Linked DNA regions of Mus musculus: region 2 is linked to region 1. A link is a contact called in public HiChIP or PLAC-seq data. All regions are on one chromosome and are shown on one strand. The core of a region is the stretch at or near the end of the contact, and the rest is flanking DNA. Distances in the headings are between cores, read along the strand shown.

Evidence for each region. HiChIP or PLAC-seq counts read pairs in DNA pulled down with a chosen protein or histone mark.
Region 2: a contact with region 1 is called in an H3K27ac HiChIP or PLAC-seq map of microglia, with 2.7 times the contacts expected there. The contact joins the promoter of Tmem204 here to the enhancer-like site in region 1. A contact is called at or near these places in 13 of 39 promoter capture datasets (the 3T3-L1 cell line, the HPC-7 cell line, cranial neural crest and 6 more), 1 of 15 datasets of contacts at CTCF or cohesin (pro-B cells), 26 of 484 Hi-C or Micro-C datasets (8-cell embryo, the AML12 cell line, B cells and 21 more), 11 of 115 datasets of contacts at active chromatin or transcription factors (the 230-238 cell line, the HPC-7 cell line, bone marrow-derived dendritic cells and 7 more) and 4 of 9 other capture datasets (adipose tissue, embryonic stem cells, liver and 1 more).

What each region holds. Positions count from the first base shown.
Region 1 is chr17:25,043,659-25,049,284 of GRCm38.p6, reverse strand. It overlaps Ift140 (intraflagellar transport 140), which reads right to left. Exons shown (of 30, transcript NM_134126.3): 13 at 4,109-4,236; 14 at 3,663-3,780; 15 at 755-885. Among named protein-coding and RNA genes, the nearest start is that of Ift140, 30 kb to the right of the region's middle. Within about 2 kb of position 3,799, at least 42 of the 459 cell types and tissues checked have an H3K27ac peak or open chromatin away from gene starts, as enhancers often do. A contact at or near this core is called in the 230-238 cell line, B cells, the CH12 cell line and 6 more, where this site is marked.
Region 2 is chr17:25,077,176-25,083,256 of GRCm38.p6, reverse strand. Tmem204 (transmembrane protein 204) reads left to right here and starts at 2,143. Exons shown (of 3, transcript NM_001001183.1): 1 at 2,143-2,993. The coding sequence starts at 2,714. The region is part of intron 18 of Ift140 (intraflagellar transport 140); the gene reads right to left.

The sequences.
Region 1 (5,626 bases), core at 2,550-5,049:
CAGAGCTATTGAAGTCCGACTAGGGCTGGGGTGTAACTCAGGGCCAGGGCTCTTGCATAGCACACACCACGCTCTGAGAGGCATCCTCAGCATCAGTCCATCAAACAACACAAACAGCAACAGCAGCATAACAGTACAGAAAAACAAGCTAGGAAAGCAGCCCCACGCGTGCCCACCCCTCAGCTCCCCGTGAGCTCCGTGAGCGCCAAGGCAAGCCTGGGGGCTCCCATGTCATCTGTGTTCTGCACTGACTAAACTGCAGGCACACCTCGCACCTGACCCAAGCCACAAAGAATTAAATACAGATGGGAGCCAAGTCCTGTGTTTCAAGTCCCAAGAACACACTTTCTGTAGCAGAAACTGCATTTACATGCTACATCAACCCCCCCTCCAAAAAAAAAAAAAAGACATTTCTTATTTTCTCCAGAAACACATTCTCTACAAAGGCAAGCGCCTCTTTTCCTGTCAGAGTTGCTGGTAGGGTTGAGGCCACTCTGCTCTGAGACATTTCTGGAGATGTTTGGGGGAGAGCAACTCTATATTTCATGAGATTCTACCAAGCCAGTCCCATAGTCTCAACTCTGGAACAGAGGCCATGAGCTTAAATCTGCTTCAGCGGCTCACACCTTGGTTTTACCATTTTGTTTTCCTACTTAGTAACTTCTGGGAGACTCTGAAATTCAAAATATAGCTTAGTAAGTTGGACAGTAGGCACATGCTGTTCTCACCAAAATCCTCCCAACTATAATCTTACTCATTAGTCGGCGGCTCGTTAAAGGGCAGAGTCTGTATCTGTCCAATCTGTCCAGTTGTGAAGTTGAAGACGTTCACTGTGTCCATTTCAACATCATAGATGTAGATTTTGGAATCAGGACTGTTGTTGACCTAAGAAAGAGAAGACATAATGGCACAGGAGTGGTGGCTGCCTTACAAAGTGTGCCCATGGGACTGACACTGCACGCACCTGAGCCACCTTGCTTCCAGTAAATGGCACACCCTCCAGAACAATAACTTAATTCTTTACTATGTAAGCCCACTGAAATGGCTTCTTAGTTACTACTTTGGAATTTTAGAAAACTTACAACAAAGTCTAAAAAGTTGTGAGCTACTCTCAGTTTTGACTGGAGATTTAAAACAAGAAAGGAAAAAGAGAGTGCCACTGTGTAGCATTGGATGACTTGGACCTGACTGGTCTTGACTCACAGAGATCTGCTTGCCCCTGCCTCCTGAGTGCCAGAATTTAAGGCATATGCCACCATGCTCAGCCTGGAGGTAAAGTAACCAAGGGACTCAAAAGGAATTTGGATTTATGGCAAAAGTATCATTTCTACAACTGAGTACAAGTGAAACAAACTTGACAAAGATGCGGATGATGATTGCTCCCATTTGGCAGCTGACGCAAGTCCTGAGCACAGAGAGCCTGGCGGCTCCTGCCGTACGGACTGCTGCTCACAGTGGTGAGCAGTATCTAAGGTGCTGCTTCCATTCTAAATTCACAGGAGCACCATTCAGGAGAGCAAGCTGTGGGAGTTACTGGGTGAGGATCAGTGGAGAAAATGTGTCCGCCCAAACCAACTCAGACACGTGCTGCAATGTAAATGAGCCCTGTAACGTGGCATGGGGGAGAGAAGCCAGACTCACAAGGCCACACAGTTTATGACATGTCCAGAACAAGAAAACCCAGAGGCAGTGAGCAGGCTTGAGGGTGACAGGAGCGAAGATTCTTAGAAGCAGCCGGAGTGGCAGCTGTACTATACTGCAAATGTGCCAAGTGCCACCGGATCCCTCACTTAAAGCGTTGACTTTATGTTGCACGGGCTCTTGTCTCAAGTGTTTAGGGACCCTATTTTAAGATAAAGAAATGTCAGCATCCCCAAGGGCGCACGGAGCCTGTAACTGCTCTAGTAATGCTGTGTAGAGGAAGAAGGAGGTGGAGACACACTGGCCCAAGTCCCAGGAGGCAGCACAGGCAGTGACAAGGGCCCAGCTGAGGGTTCTTTTTTTTTTTTTTTACCATGCCCTACTTTAGTCTTTTTTTTTTTTTTAAAGATGTATTTATTTATTATATGTAAGTACACTGTAGCTGTCTTTAGACACTCCAGAAGAGGGAGTCAGATCTCGTTACAGATGGTTGTGAGCCACCATGTGGTTGCTGGGATTTGAACTCCGGACCTTCGGAAGAGCAGTCGGGTGCTCTTACCCACTGAGCCATCTCACCAGCCCCCAGCTGAGGGTTCTTTTATGCTATCTCTGAAAACTGCATGGACCTTGCGCCTCATCAGAGTGCTTGGGAAGTGGCCAGGGAAGTGAGAGAAAACAACTGGATCTTGGGTTCAGGTTCAGCTGCTCTAGGTTGTCTGGGCTCAACTGCTGCAGAGCTGTCCAGGGGATTCTGTCTGCCCTTACTGAGTGACTGACTACACATATGTCTATGTATGTCTGTGCAGCACATGTATGTCTGGTGCCCACAGAGGTCAGAAGAGGCTGTCAGATCCCCTGGCGTTTGAGTTAAGGATGATTGTGAACCAGTAGGTGGGTGCTGGAACAGAACCCAGGTCCTCTGCAACAAGTGGTCCTAACCTTTGAGTCATGGCTCCAGCCTCTGCACACAGGGTTTCTATGGGTCATGGATATTCTCTTATCACTGTCCCAGCTTCCCCTGCCCAGGTCTGGAGGACTCTCCACTATGGGTCTCACACTGCCGCCACTTTGTGTCCTTACTTTCTTTTGTATTACTTTATCAACTTCCACTTGTCCTCCCTGTTCCAGCCAAGCTGCCGTTAGGGTCAGGGTCAGTGGGACACCAAAGTACAAGTGACAATGACATTTTTGCTGTTGTCTTAGCATGCCTACCACTCCCTCCTCCATTCTCCTCCTCCTTTTTCTTCTTCTTCTTTTGTTTTTGGAGACAGGGTTTCATTTTTTTCTTTTTCTTTTTGGTTTTTCAAGACAGGGGTTTCTCTGTTTAGCCCTGGTTGTCCTGGAACTCACTCTGTAGACCAGGCTAGCCTCGAACTCAGAAACCTCTGCCTCCCAAGTGCTGGGATTAACGCTACCACTGCCCGGTGAGTGGTCTTGTCTTGTGATGTTGGCTAGGTGATGAAGAAGACAAGCAAGAAAAGGACAAAGAGCTCTCTAAAGAAGATACGGCTGATTCCGAAGAAAACCAAGAAGGGCAGGAAATATGGAAAGTGTGTGCAGGTGAGCACATACGAACAGAGTATGGATCAGGGGTGGTGGTGCACACCTTTAATCCCAGCACTCAGGAGGCAAGGGCAGGCAGATCTCCAAGTTTGAGGCCGGCTTGGTCTACAAAGTGAGTTCCAGTACAGCCAGGGCTACACAGACAAACCTTGTCTTGAATCAACAACAATCCTCCCTGTCTTCCACCCCTCACACCCCAAACACACACACAAAAGAACAGACTGTGTGTGTGTCCCAAGATGGAAGCAGGCAGGAGAGAGCTGATATAAGGCAGAAACTGAGGAAGGATCTGAAGCAAGGAGGGGCTAGAGAGAAGGTTAGACATAAAGACCTAAAAGACTTGAGGAGACAGAATAAACAGCTATGTCTGTCAGGTCCTGCCAGGGCCCAGAGGCACAGCCCGTATCCTCGGAGGTCCTTCATATGGATCAGAAGGCCGGCAGGGATGTTGGCCTTACCTTGCTAAGGAGGATGCTGATCTTGTTCCCATTTGCATTGCATCTCAGAGAAGTGATGCTCCCCACATCAGGGACCAGCTGGGCCAGGTTCTTGCAGCTGCAGTGCACTTTTGCTTCCCTGTGTGAGGACAGGAGGAGGAAGAATGACATCAGCGTCCTCTTGGCACCTTCCTGCTGGTCACAGAAATGAGCTTCTCTGACTGCTGAGACCCTGGACTGTAGAGTGTTCTGTTCAGCTCACCTCTTCTCACCTGTGTACTTAACCCCCTAGTCCAGGGAAAAGGAGGTTCATCTTAGAACCAATAAAAGGTCTCTTCTAATTTACAAAAAAAAAAAAAAGGTGTCATGTGAGATAAGACATTGTTCCAATTTCCTGTCTACTAAATTGCCCCATAACTTAAAAAATGAAACAGCATTTAATACTTGAGTGTGGAAGGAAACTGTACCTTCTGGAAAGATCAAAACTTTTAAAATGAGCTAAATCTGTCCCTGCAACCAGGAAAGTCCCACAGACGTCCAGGAAGCAGGGGCTCCCCTCGGTCTCAGAGAATAGCAGAAGTTGTTTGACAGTCCCCTGGGGAAAGAAGAACAAGTTAGCCATGCTCGTCTGTGGTGCAGTGCCCCCTTTCTCTCCGGAACAACATTCACGCGAACAGTAGTGATTGCTGAGGGGCTGGCATGCATTAGACCAGGGCTGGATCCATAGGAAGACAGGTCTCCCTTCTGCACAGTCTCGGTGACATAGGCCTCGGGGCAAGGATCAAAGATGCACAGGTCCCTCAGCTAAGAAGTGCTCTGTGGTCACACACACATGGCGGACTGTAGCAAGGTACACAGATGGCGACCTCCGTCCCTGTGAGTTGGTCTAGGTGGGCAATGATATTCTTCATGTGGCTGATGTTAGGTGCATGGCCTTCTGGGTAGTGAGATGGGAGAGTACCTCTGCCAGGATGGTTGTCACATCCTGGACATATGCCACTCGTGGAAGACAATCCACACTTATAACACAGTCATATGTCCTGTATTTTACATCTCAATAAAATGCCTAAGGAATTAATGTCTCTTCTAGGGGCTTAAAAATGAGGTGAACCAGGAAGAAGCCAGCTATCGGAGAGCCCAGAAAAGGAGAGAACACGCACTGAGCAGTTAAATGACTCTGTATCTGGATCTTTGAGTCTGGTAGTCAGCAATGAGCGGTGGAGCGTTGTACTGAGGGTGGGCAGATGGAGCAGAAGCAGTATGGGTACATTACTGCAGGGAAGAAGGCAGTCTCCAGGTCAAGCTTACCTATACCTGTTCTGTTTCCACAGCTTCCACTTCTCAGCTACCACACACACTTAGCCGGGACTCAGGATGTGGGAGGAGCCTACTTCTCTCTCCCCCTCACTGTCAGAAGCGGCCCTCCAGCCTTTCCTGATTAAACCTCCCAGGCTTTTCCCATCCTCCACCAACTCCCTGACATTCTCACTACACAACCACACAAGTTCTATTCTTTTTATTACATAATATTTTTAGTGATTATTTGGGAATTTCACATCACGCACCCCAATCACGCTCACTTCCCATTCTCCCCAGCTCTGCCACCCCCAACCCTTGTGACCTCCTACCATTCCCTGAAAAAAAAAAACGAGAAGGGCCAAACAGTGGGGATGCACACCTTTAATCCTAGCACTCAGTAGGCAGAGGCAGAAGAATGTCTGTGAGTTTGAGGCTAGCCTGATCTACAGATTGAGTTTCAGGACGGCCAGGATACACAGAGAAACCCTTGTCTCAAAAAAAACCCCCAAAAGCCGGGCGTGGTGGCGCATGCCTTTAATCCCAGCACTCGGGAGGCAGAGGCAGGCGGATTTCTGAGTTCAAGGCCAGCCTGGTCTACAAAGTGAGTTCCAGGACAGCCAGGGCTATACAGAGAAACCCTGTCTCGAAAAACCAAAACAAAAAACCAACCAAACAAAAAACAAAAC
Region 2 (6,081 bases), core at 894-3,393, 36 kb before region 1:
GCCACACCGGAGCTTCATATCTCAAGAGAGGACCCTCCTAACTCCATCTCTCCCTGCTTCCCCTCCTACACAGGAGCTTCATATCTCACGAGAGGACCCTCCTAAGTCCATCTCTCCCTGCTTCCCCTCCTACACAGATAGGCAGATGGTTTAGGGGACAGACACCTGCAAATAAAAGTTCCTAGAAGCACAGGTGGGGATCAGGGCCCTGGTTTCCTCCCCACCCAGCTCAGGAAAGTCAAAGCCAGAACTGGTGCAAGGGCCTTCCCTCCCTGAGATGCCCACACGTGTCCTGCAGCCTTCAGGGCCAGCTGTACAATGCTGAGACAGGAGGATGTCATCAGTTTGAGAGTTAGAGAATCTTAACACAGCTTCTCGGTTCTCACCGGGAATTAGCCATTTACTAACCACCCAAAAAATAAAGGAGGAAAATAGATGTTCTCTTAACGGAGACTTTGGGAGACCTTCCTTTCAAATATTTCATCTCTGAAGTGTTGTGTAGGAGATGTTGCACCCTAATTCTGCCTCTGGGGGGAGGCACAGGCAGAAACAATGACAGCTGTACCACTTAAGTGCCTTCGGAGTCATAGCACAAGCTGAGGGTAGATGGCACCCCACACGGCTTGTCAAGTCCCTCCTACTTAGAACATACCCCACAGGGAGGCTGGCCCAGAGACCTGGAATGAAGCGTAAATTTCCTTCAGGCCCTGAGCAATAAGAATAAAAAATATAAATAAGCCACAATGACACTTGCTACAAACTTGAGGGTGAAAAATCATATTATTCCTCAGAGGACTTACATTCTCAGAACTGCTGACAGTCAAAAGGCTGGACAGAGACAGAGTCCTTGCCTTTTGGAATGTAAACTTAAGGAGTGCCAGGAGCCTGACTATATATGGGAACGTGTGATTGAAGGCAGCCACACTAGGAAGTAGGGGGTGGCCCAGCATGTCAGTTCATGAAGACAGGAAAGGTCGGTTCCGGCCTGTCCCGGCCAGTGCACTAGTCAGCACCAGGCTGTCCCAATCCTGCCCGGTGCGGTGCGGTGCAGTACGTGTGTTTGAGATGGTTCAGCCCACAGCTCCTGCGTTCTTGTGTTCATTTATGCAGCTCTGGAACCCTGGTGGGAGGCTCTGGAGGCGGGACACAGTCTCAGACCTGGTGGCTTTTATTTACCAGAGCTGAAGCGCTATGAGGAAGGAGAGCAAATGTACAGTCGCTCTGTCCAGCCTCAGGGGAGCGAGCACTTTGCTAGTAAGCAAACTTGGCTGCTCAGAAGTCACATCAGCTATCCAGCCTGCTTGGTGGCACAACCCCTTACAGAATCCCACCTTTTCTTGCCAGCCCAAGAACAACCCCTTGCAGAGGTTCCTCAAGGTTCCCCTTCCTTGTAAGGTCTGAGTACACTTGCTCCCTTGAGGTGAATGGATCTCTGTCAGCAGATGGTGGCCTGCCTCAGGTGCCTCTACACCTTACTCTGTCCTGCCATTAGTTCCACATGTTGTGGTGACCCCCAACCATAAAATTAGTTTGTTGCTATTTCACAACTGTAATTTTGCTATTGTTATGAATTCTAATGCAAATATCTGTGTTTTCTGATGGTCTCAGGTGACCCGTGTAAAAGGGTCATTTGACCCCCAAAGAGGTCATGACCTACAGACTGAGAACCACTGCTTTAGACATTGGGGATTCACAGCACCTATCATGCCTTAGGCAATGGATGGATGGATGGATGGATGGATGGATGGACACCTAGTCCCTGAGGATTCTGCCTGCCCGTGCTGTCTGCAGCATCCCCTGGTCCGGGACCTAGCACAGCTGGCTAGGTTTGACGGCAACAGGTAAGAAGATGAGTGTCCTGGCTGGCATCCCTGACTATTCCTATGGGACAGGAAGATGGGGAGGGGCAGCCAGTGGTGGGCTGGAGCAGGCCTCTGAAGTCTCCCCAGGCCTTTCCCATCAGGAAGCACATCCTGTTAGTGTCTGGCTCTGTGGCAGGGCTGCTATTTGTTGCAGTTGGCTACGCCCTCCTGCTCACCAAAAACAGCCTCAAAAACAACCATTTCCTCTCTGCTGAGAGACAGGGAAACGGGAGCTCACACACATACGCGCATACACATGCTTCCTTGTGGCAGGCGTTCTGCTTTTCAGGACCTGCCATTTGTGGCAGAGATACCAAGACGGGATACATAGCAGAGAGGTGGCCAAACCCACACTGCGTCCACAACCCTGTTCCTCCATCAGACTGGCTCCCACAGCCCGTTCTGAGGCGCGTAACCTGGCTGATTCCCACGCTGTGCCTGCCTCCCGAGTTGCTGTCCATTTTCCACTGCTGTAGGCAAGAGGCACTGTGGACACAGCCTCCCTGGCCTCTGTTCCAAAGAAGACGACCCACTTACAACTCTGGATTCTCGCTGGTGCAGCCAGTGCCCCAGATTTCTCCCTGGAATGGGTCTTGGGGAGACCAGCTTCAGCACAGGCTTGTCCCTGCTCCAGGCTCAAGAGGCAGGCTAAGACAGGGCTGTGAGTAGCTCTCTTGGACCCGTCCCATGGGCGACATCCTCCTGTGCCGGGCTGGAGCTGCCGCATAGCTTCCCAAGGATGAGTGCTGATGTCCTCTAGCCACCCCTAGCAGCATCTTGGCTTTCTCTGGATGCACAGCGGCTGACTGGGACTTGGAACTCTCCGAGATAGACAGTCCTGGAAGTCAGAGATGACTCTCCAGAAGCTTGTGGCCACCGCTGTGCTGGTGGCCCTGGTCTCCCTCATCCTCAACAACGCAGCAGCCTTCACCCCCAATTGGGTGTACCAGACGCTGGAGGACGGACGCAAGCGGAGTGTGGGGCTGTGGAAGTCTTGCTGGCTGGTGGACAGGGGTAAGGGAGTCACAAGCCCTGGGACTCGAACTGGGCAGGTGGACACCCATGACTGTGAGGTTCTAGGATGGGGCTCGGAATCAGCAGGTTTCCAGGAGTCCCGAGGCACCGTCAAACGTAAGTCTTGTTATTTTTCTGTCACCTTCCAGTGGTTAGGTGAGGGGAGGTTGTGTCCGTCCATGCTGAGGGTGGCAGCAGGGAACCTGCACCTCCTGCCCACCCTGACAAGCAACGCTACAGAGCTCCACTGTTCAGCTTAGACTCTGTCTGTGGCTTCCTTCACAAGAAGTCACTCCCGTGGCTGGAGGCTCCTTCTCTGCCATTACATGTGGCTGAAGGATGAAAGATGGGTATCCTAATCAAAGCAAGTCATTTTTCCTTGGTTAGAAAGAAATATTACTTAATAAGGAAAACAAGAAGTGTGAGAACATGTGGCTGAGTTCTGTCTTAACGGCTGAGGTGGTCAGGGCCTTTCGGACAGTGCAGGAGACTCTGGCTGGGATGTCCGGGAGACCAGAGGAGGCACAGAGCAGCAAAGGGCAGAGTGTTACCTCCCTGACGCCCATGGTGGCCTTTTCCTTTCCCAGCTCTCTTGTTCTGGGGTCTATGCACTACCCTGGGAGTTGGAAACGTCTCTTTAAATAGCATGCACTGTTTGAGAGTACGAGAATAAAGGGCCTCATAAATATGAGGATGCAATCTAAAATCGACACATCTGCTGACATGTGAGTTCTTTCCTGGTAATGACCCCCTAAAGCAGACAAGAGGGTCTGTCTAACAAGTACCCAGTCTCCTACAAACTGCCTTGGAGGCTACAGGTCAGATGGCGGCTGTCGGGAGATGACGCTGGTCTTTAGAAAGCATGCGACGTAGGTGAACATCTGTTCAGTGTAAGGGGACTTCCTGGAAATCCTGAGCAATGTGCCCAGTGCAACCACCTCAGCCCTGGTCATGACTGACACAGGGCTTGCCGACAAGGCAGGGGAACACCACCCGCCTCTTGCGAGCAGAGGCACCCAAGCTTACCACGGGACAGCTCGGCCTCTTTCCTTGGGTCTTGACAGGCAGGGAGCCCTTTATTGAGAAGATCAAAGATGAATGCACTCTGAGGAGCTAGATGCCTTGTGGGAGGCCAAGGGTCTCAATGTGGGTCTCTGTCATGTGTCCATGGAGAGCTCTCCCTGTGCATCCTATGACCATTCTGCCTAAGCAGGAGAGCTAGTAACCTCAAGGCTTCCCTAAGCTTCTCATATGGGCTGTGGTTTGCCCAGTCCTAGAAGCCTCAGGTCTTCTGGGGTGGGGCCAGGTATAGGCAGGAGCTCCTACCTAGTGCCTCTCATTAGGCTCTGAGAATAGCCAATTCCAGACCCAGCCCACTCCAGGCCATAAAGATTCTGAGGAGGCCAACCATGCCTTGTGATATGTGCACACTCCTGCCTCCTTTCCCCGCTTTTTGTGCTCTATCAGGTCATCCCAGGAACATCTTGTGTAGACATCTGTTCTTCCCACTCTGCACCTCCAGAGGTCAGGCCAATAGAACGAATAGGGCCCCTATACCTTCCTCCTTGTCCACATCTAAGTGGCAGCATGGCAGCCTCAGCTGCGCCTGCCCTGAGTACCCCTCATCTTCCCCCTTACCTGTGCCTAAGGTTCCCACCTATGTGAGCCTGCTGCTCTGCATAAGATCCCTAGACAATTTAAAGTAGTTTCCTAAGAGTGGCTGGTGGGAGATGACTATAATCGTAGCCCTCAGGTGCTCATCCAGGCTGGTTTGGGATACACAGTGAGACCCCTGTCTCAAAGAGAGAAAAAAACCCTCCTTTTGTAATTAATATGGCCTTGAAAGGTAGCTCATCCTCAATGAATCTGAACAGCAACTGTTGTTCAAACAACAGAAAAATCAGAGACACTTCTTGATAATAAGTAACAGGAGGAAAGTCTGGAAAACAGGCTGGATGGGTAATTCTGGTTGCTAACACATTCTAACACACATTGAGACTGAAACGAAGTAGAACAAAGCAGCCATAAGTCAGCATTTCCTGAGGGAAGCTGGTCCCTAACCCCCTGGCTTGGGACAGGGCTGCTTGGCTGTGTGCCCGGGAGCCTGGGGGCAGGGCTGCCGCTGGTCTCTTCCTCTCCTCTGCACGAGCTTCGCTCCCATCTGTGCCAACCACTCATCTCAGCTCACAACCTTGCTCTCCGTGGGACACAGAAAACAGCAACCCCAGCCGGTGATTCCTGATACCCTCATCCGTGTGCACGTGCATTCCCAGCCCGCAGACCACCTGCTACCTGTGACCAGCCTTGAGACTCTCAGGCAGGACCTTACCGGGTAACTCATTAATTCTGCCATCTAGACAGATGGCACTGGGGTAACATCCTTCATGCCTGAGCAATGACACTGTACAAAGCCCTCCAGTGCACATCACGGGCCTATCAGGCTTGTCTGTGGCACACAGGATTATGTGGCTTGCTCACAATTTCATTACGTGAAGCAGCCTGGGGCATTGGAGCAACACTACAAGACAGGCCACTTTTAGCCTTTCCAGGCATCACTGGTGGGGCCATGTGTCACGGGCACCTCCTGCTAGCTCTGAGCTGTCAGTTCTGGCTTGTAGAACACACGGAGTTAGAATCACTGGTGCTTTTGGCTGCAAACATACACGGGACCTGCCTGAGATGCGGACTGAGCACATGGGCCATTCTGTGAGATTCTGAACTCTGGTCTAACGGCTCTGTGCTCCCAGATGTCTTGAGAGCACTGGATAGGAACATGGTTCATCCATGTCAGGCCTTTGCCATATCATACTGGGGCCTCCCCAAGAGAGTCATGGGGATTTTTCTACCAGTCAGCCGTTCTGTTATGTGCTGCCCAGGTAGACTCTACCTTTAGAGAAACTGGGAGCTAGAGACCAGGGATTTACTTGGCTAGTTAAGCCTAGGGTTAGCCTTACTCTCTGGTGCTCACTTTCCCTGGCTCCCTTTTACAGCTTGTGTTCTTGATCGGGGATCTACAGTCTTTTGTCTGAACTTAGGCAGCACATGAATAATGAACATAAGGTTGAACCCTGGCTCAGATCAGCTGGACCTCCATGCTACCCAGGGAGATCCCTCACCTCCTGCTTCTAGGCAGTCCCCAAGCATCTCCACAAACCCTTCCACCATGCAGGACATCAAGGCAGGCTGGCTGGCTGGACACCTGGAC